Regions from separate parts of the Canis lupus genome. Here region 1 is linked to region 2. A link is a contact called in public Hi-C data. All regions are on one chromosome and are shown on one strand. The core of a region is the stretch at or near the end of the contact, and the rest is flanking DNA. Distances in the headings are between cores, read along the strand shown.

Region 1 (3,495 bases), core at 27-2,526, 170 kb after region 2:
AGGACGATCACTGGTCCTCAGATAGGCAGGAAGGCCTTAAAGATTCCTTACCAAATTAAAAAAACAAGAAAAAGAAAGAAAGAGAGAGAGAGAGAGAAGGATTCTTTACCAAATTGCAGCACTTTATCCAGAAGTGATTTCGTATGTGCATATCTATGCATACATTTACTCCGAGTATGGCTGGTATACGGTTAAGCACAAATTCTTCTTAATATTTATATGCTGATGACACAAATTTCAAGCTCATTTTAATGTCACATTCAGCAACAGTACAATTCATTATTGAGGCACATCCCGAAAGCCTACTCACTGGAAAATGCAAGAAATGAAAAGTGTAGCTATCAAACTTCTACTGCTACAAAGAGTGCTCTGGGCAACAAACAAACAAACAAACAACAACAACAACAACAAAACCAAAAACAAAATAACAAAATCACACAAGAACGCAAGTCCCAATACCTTGGAGAAATCTAGACTTGCATGCACAATTCAAGGCAGTATTCTCTCAGCATAGCCCAGCTTTGGCAAAAGCAGATCTTTACTTGATTGTAAGTAGGAATGAATACTTTTTTCTGCGGAATGATGCCTCCCACTACTTTTATGTTTAAAAGTAAGACCTCTCAATGGTAGTGTCCAAGTCAGATTTGAACAGGCACATTACAAAAGAAACGGTTGCTCTGGGTGGGGGGTGGAGGGGGGGGGAAGAAACCCTCTAACATCCGTCTCATTACATCTACTCAGGTTAAGAAGAAATCAGAGCAGAAAAACAAAAAACAAAAAACTGAAAAATGGTTGCACATACATGGGTGCGGATTCCTGCTAAGACCCCATATGGGACAGCCACAGGCCTAGTCAGGGAAATTCTAGGAACAAGTCCTCCACATCCCAGTTGGAAGGGGCTTCCACCTGGGCGGGGGGCTTCGCCGGCCGCAGCACCGGGAGGTAAACACCCCCCAAACCTTCCAGACTCCCGGCCATCCGGAGTTTCCACGCCGAGAGGGCGAGAGCCACACGACGGCGGAGAGAAACTACAGCCCAGCAGCGTCCCGGTCCCCTCCCAGCCCCGGCGGGGGCTCCGGGCGGCGGGGGCCCCGGGCGGCGGGGGCTCCGGGCGGGGGCCCCGGGCGGCGGCGCCTCGGCAGCTGCAGCCCTCCGCGCCCCGTGACAGGTCGCCCCGCACGAGCCCCTTGCCTCCCGGGCCCCACTTACCGGCGCCGCGGACGCAGGCGGGGGCCCGCCCCTGCGGTGAGCGCGGCTCCTGGGCGGCGGGGGCGCAGCGGCCCGGCCCGCAGGGCACCGGGGAGGGGGGCGACCGCCGCTAGGACCGGCCGCGCGGTCCGTGCGGGGACGCCAGGGCGCTCCGGAGGGTCGCACGGGCCGCGCGGCGCATGGTGGAGCAGCAGGAACCCGGCCGCTCTCCAGCCTCCGGCAGAAAAACAAACAAAAGGCAGGGAGGCTTCTAGCGGGGACGACCGGGCGCTTTCCCTGGGAAAAGTTACCCTGCAGCTCCCCTCGCCGGCCCTGCGCGTCCCTGCACCGCGTCCCGGCCGCCGCGGCCGACCGAGCCCGGGAGCCGCGCACCCGCCGACCACCCCGGCGCCCCGCCCCGCCCCGCCCCGCCCCGCCCCGCCCCCGCCCGGCCCCACTCACACGCCTTTTCTGCAGGTCGGCTGCATCCGGCATCAGGACGTAGAGCTGGAGGCCGTGCACACGGGTTCTGAGGACGTTTCATTACAGGCTGATGCTCATGGTGAAAAATCTTCTCCCCCGGCTTCAGCAAACGTAACCGGGGATGCACCTTGTCAATGAAATCAATGCCCCTGAAACGTTCCGCTCCAACATGGGGTATGATGGCAGATGGTGTTGGATTTTCCCCGCAATAAAATACATATAGATATACTTATATATATTTTATTTTTCATGAAAACGCAACGGATTGCCTGGGAGGATTCATTGGAACTTGAAGAGTTTTATAGGTAGCAACTTCCGTTTGAAAGACTGGATTGTCACCCAGGTGGGAAGCAGACTAGATAGTATCTAATGCAACAATTGTCCTCTGTGTGTAACAAGTTATATGCAATCTAATACTTGCACTGGTGTGTTAAACACACTCACTTGTGTCATAAATTATGTTGTAGACAGTACCTTAAATCATTCATATAAAGACGGTCCTGAAGTGACTTGAAAAAAAAAAAAAAAAACTGCTTCAAGCCTCCCCCCCTTCACCCCCAACCCCGCATTTAAATTTAAACGATTGCCCCAAGACTTTCTATTTTTCAGAACTAGTTTAATGCCCATAGCAGAGGGGGCAACTTTACTTGGAGGCATCGTAATCATTTGGGGGCTTATGAAAACATTGCTGGGCCTTTTTCCCAGAATTCTGGTGCTGATGCTTTTGGTCCAGGGAACCATATTGCCCTAAGCAACACACTTTTCATCAATAAAGCAATAGCCCATTTACACATTGTGGGTCTTTCTCGGAGTTTAAATTTTCCAGCTCATCACCATATCGATTTTCTCTCCTTTTATTTTTGAATTCTAAGAACTCAAGGCATTTTTTTTTTCCGTAAAAGAATCTATATCAAAGACCTGAATCCCTCACTCTTCTTCCTCCTATTGAAAAAAACCTGCAAGATGCAAGATTTCCCTTCCCAAATGGGAAAGATCATCTGGCCTCTTGGCAAATGTATAACATTGATCTTTGTGTTTACCTATGTAACACCCAAACCATTTGGCAAACGAAAATTGAAAGTCTTTATCAACGAAAAGAGAGAGAGAGACAACAGGGGTAGCCTAACAAATTATATACTGCTCTGGTGAAGAGTGATTTTTAAAGTATCTAAAATTAACAGTTTTAGTCAAATTCAGTTGTCCATGCAAGTCTACCCAGCAAATAGAGGGACTCTCTTGGTCTACCTTTAGCAAGGGTCCACTGAGCTAGTAAATGATTTAGGTCAGGAAAATTATAATCCTGTAAATATAATATAATAGGATGATACAAACCTGAGGTGTAGTGGATACAGCAGGTACTGGTCTAAAATAGAAAATTAGTAATTGAAACATAACAGCAGTTTAATAAAATAGGTGCTTAATTTATCCTAATTATAGGATACTAATTATTATTTTATTAAGCTTTATTATTAACTAGAATAGAAGTTATCTGTATTAACCAATATATCTTAAATTAGCAAACAACATGTTCAGTGAAATTGAGTAGTTCTGAAAACATTTCCATCTACCTCATTCTTCATTTGCAAAACTGATCTTTCGTGTTTGTGAATCACATTTATCAATCTCCGGTTATAAATCCTTACAACTGACCCCCCCCCCCCCCCCCCATTTCAATTGCAAAATCCAATTTTAAAGAGGTCTTGGGAGGAAAGTCAAGTTTAAAAGACTTAAGTTTCCTTTAAAAATTAAAAACTTAAATTTTTTTGGCCTTCGTTAAACATGAAGGTACTTTTTCTAGGTGGCCGATTTGGGGGGCAAACAAGG
Region 2 (3,312 bases), core at 745-3,244:
CCAACTTGCCCCATTAAATGCTGCATTCAATGCCCACTCTCAGGCTCTGGAGCATTTCTGTAGCATCCTTCACAAGCCTGAGCTCCAGAGGAGGGAGGGCTGTCACTGATAACTTATTATTCATTTCGCCAAAATTCTGTCCTTTTTTTTTTTTTTTTTAATTTTGACCTTTTGAAACGAAGCAGGATTGGAAGCAATGAGTGTGACAGCATGTGGCAAGAAAGACATATAAATCACTAAATAAGCAAAGGGAGCCCCCAAATTACATGAGAACTAGAGCTTAGTGGAGGGCAGGGAGGCTCTGGCAGTAAGTTGTGGATGGAGAGGGAGGGTGGGCTTGTGTTTACAGTAAAGAGGTCAAAGAAGATGAAACTGAGAAGAGACCTTTGAAACAATAGGACTAAGGTGGTGGTTAGTTCATTGGTTATGAAACAAAAGTTCAACACTTTGGCCTTTGGTGAGAGGAAGTGTAGCTAGAATGTAGACGTCTGAAGCTTTGGAAGTGAGAAATAAGTGGGAAGGATATAGCCAATGGGAAAACCAGATAGAGATAGAGAACTGTTTTGATTTGTTTTATAGTGTTTGTTGGGTTTTTTTCTGAGGGGTGGAGAAGTAGATGGCTAAGAGGGTTAGGACAGGAGAGACTTCAGTCAGTTTGTAATTAGAAGGCGACATGCCAGAGGCCAGGGAGGCAGGCAAGGCAGCATGGCGTGCAGATGAATTGTCCAGAATGACTATCTACAGGACAGATTTGTGGGGTTTTATTTGCCTCCATTAGTATTATTACCATATTTGGGGGCATAACTGACCTATAATAAAACATATAATTCAAGTGTACAGTTGGATAAGTTTTGACATATGCATCCCCCATGAAAGCATCACCACAGTCAGTAGATTGAATACAGCAGGTCTGATGCCCTGTTACAATCCCTTCCTCCTGTCGCTCCCCATACCACTGGTCTGCTTGGTCGTGCAAAATTAGTTTGCAATTTCTAGAATTTCGCGTAAGTAGAAGCATACAATAAGTGCTGTGATTTGTCTAGTTTCTTCCAGTCCATATCATTATTTTGAGAGTCATCTATGTTTTGTGTGTTTTCCTTCTCATTTATCACAAAGTAGCTGCACTCGTTTTCTGTGGCCATTGGCGACTAATTACCACAACCTGGGTGGCTCACACAATAGAAATTTATTCTCTCACAGTTCTGGAGGCCAGAAGTCTGCAATCAAGGTGTCAACAAGGGTGTTTCCTTCTGAGGGCTGTGAGGGGAATCTGTTCCATGCCTGTCCCCTAGCTGCTGGCTTGTAGGAGCATCACTCCGATCTTTATCATAGAAATGGACAATGGAAAAGGAAACTGAGTATGGGACTGATGGACAAAGGAAAAGAGATGGTAGAGAAAGAAATGAGAAGAATGAACTAGAAGGTGTTGAAAGGAAGCATGGAAAACTTTCCAACTTGGCTTCTCAGTCAGAAATTTCTAGTTTCCATTTTGGCAGTTTTCCAACATAGATTTAAGATTTACAGGAAAAAGTGATTTCTTTTCCAGCAAACAGATTGTTTTGAAACAACCTACTCTGAGAAGTTAGTCTGACTCGGCTGCCATGGCTGAGCACTAGATGGCACACTTTCCAGAGCAACGGAAACTTCCTGGTGCCAACAACCTAAGTGCCTTCAGGAAACTCTGTCACTGTGTAGTACACAGCCTCACTGCTCTTAGGTGACTTCCCACGATCACAAATGAAGCCGACCCCAACCTGTTTAACATTCCCTTTCTTTTTTAGTTCACAGATAAAGTCTACTGTCCCACACATCTGCCCTTCTTAGGGCAAAACTTCGCAAAAGGGTGATCAGTAGCAGTTGTCTCTACTCACTTCCCATTTCCTCCTCAACCCACTCTGGTCAGGCTTCTGTCCCACATTCCACAGCGCTCATCAAGGCCAGCAGTGGCCTCCTGTCCCCAGATTCACCCTTTACTCTCCAGTCCTCGTGCTCCTCTCCTTCAGGACGCTACTCTTTCCTGGCTCTCCCCTACTTCATGGACACCACCTCCTCAGATTCCTTGACTGGCTCCCACTCTGCTTCCCTTCTCCTCTCCAAATGCTTTCTCTTCCTACATGGGTTTCCAATCGGTCACTATCATCAGAAGTGTGGCCCTGGATGATAGATTGTAGAGGACATTGCTGTTTCTGTCTTGTTCTCCCTTGGATTGCTTGCTCTAGGGGGAAGTTAGCTGATCTATCATGAAGATACTCAAGCAGCTATACGAAGAAGCAGACATGACAAGGGACTGAGAGGCTCATTGCCAACAGCCATGTGAGGGAACCATCTTGGAAGTGGATTGCCTGTCCTTAGTGAAGCTTTCAGATAATTGCAACCCCTGCTGATGGCTTGGCATACAACGTCCTGAGAGATCCTGACCCAGAATCACCTACCTAAGTTGCTCCTGGGATCCTGACCCTCAGAAAGTGTGCTAGAGAATAAATGTTTGTTGCTTTAAGTCACTAACCTTTGGCCTGATTTATTATGCAGCAATAAATAACCGAGGCACTGCAATAAATAACTGACCTTGCTTACCTCTCTGACTTCATCTTCCAATACTTTCTCACCATGCTCCTGCAACATCTGCTTGCCTACTGTGCCTAAAACACACCAAAGTTGTTCTTGACCAAGATCCTTGTCCTCATTAGTACCTCTAGTTAGCACCCTGTTGCCTTGGATCTTCTCATGCTTGGCTTCTTCCTGTCACTTGTGTTACGCGCTCTGCGGCAACACGATCAGGGTCCTGAGGATAAGGGGATGAGGAAAATAAAAGAAAAGTAAAGAGATGGGGACAGGAGGGACACAGTGGATGATGTCCAAGCAGTGTCAGCTTTATTCAAGGTTCTACAGCATTATGTAGCATAAGCAAAACAAAGATAAGGAAATGTCCATTCTTAGCATATTTGTGAATCCCTCCAAGCTTTCCCTTTATCAGCATGCAAGACAAACCCACAGGCGCCAGAAGATTTAGGGTCCTGGTTAATAGATAAGCTTGTTGCTCCAGGTGTATGTACCTCGAAGGAACATTATACATGGTTAACAGACCAGCAAGGACAGCACAGACCCCTATTTAAGTTTATGAGCAGGCCAGAATAAATTGTATCTATTGTGTTATGTGGGCGATCACTGTAGAAGCGAGCTCTGAAAACCGTTGCTCAAGCCCTTTCTCAAGCGTCTACCAACTATTCACCCTTTAGGCTCCCGAGCCTTTTGAGTGAATGAGGGACGCAAGTCCGGGCCTAGTTTGGGTTAGTAACTCTAGCTAGTCCGTGG

Evidence for each region. Hi-C and Micro-C count contacts between places; a contact is called where the count stands out from the background.
Region 1: a Hi-C map of liver shows a contact between it and region 2, with 3 times the contacts expected there. The contact joins the promoter of CILK1 here to the enhancer-like site in region 2. A contact is called at or near these places in 3 of 9 Hi-C or Micro-C datasets (amygdala, blood and liver).

Annotation. Positions count from the first base shown.
Region 1 is chr12:20,754,253-20,757,747 of UU_Cfam_GSD_1.0, forward strand. It overlaps CILK1 (serine/threonine-protein kinase ICK), which reads right to left and starts at 1,277. Exons shown (of 14, transcript XM_038554320.1): 1 at 1,210-1,277. It overlaps LOC111098286 (a long non-coding RNA gene), which reads right to left. Exons shown (of 3, transcript XR_005367863.1): 2 at 3,004-3,034; 3 at 1,656-1,798.
Region 2 is chr12:20,588,062-20,591,373 of UU_Cfam_GSD_1.0, forward strand. No RefSeq gene overlaps it. Among named protein-coding and RNA genes, the nearest start is that of TMEM14A, 40 kb to the left of the region's middle. Within about 2 kb of position 1,995, at least 7 of the 20 cell types and tissues checked have an H3K27ac peak or open chromatin away from gene starts, as enhancers often do. A contact at or near this core is called in liver, where this site is marked.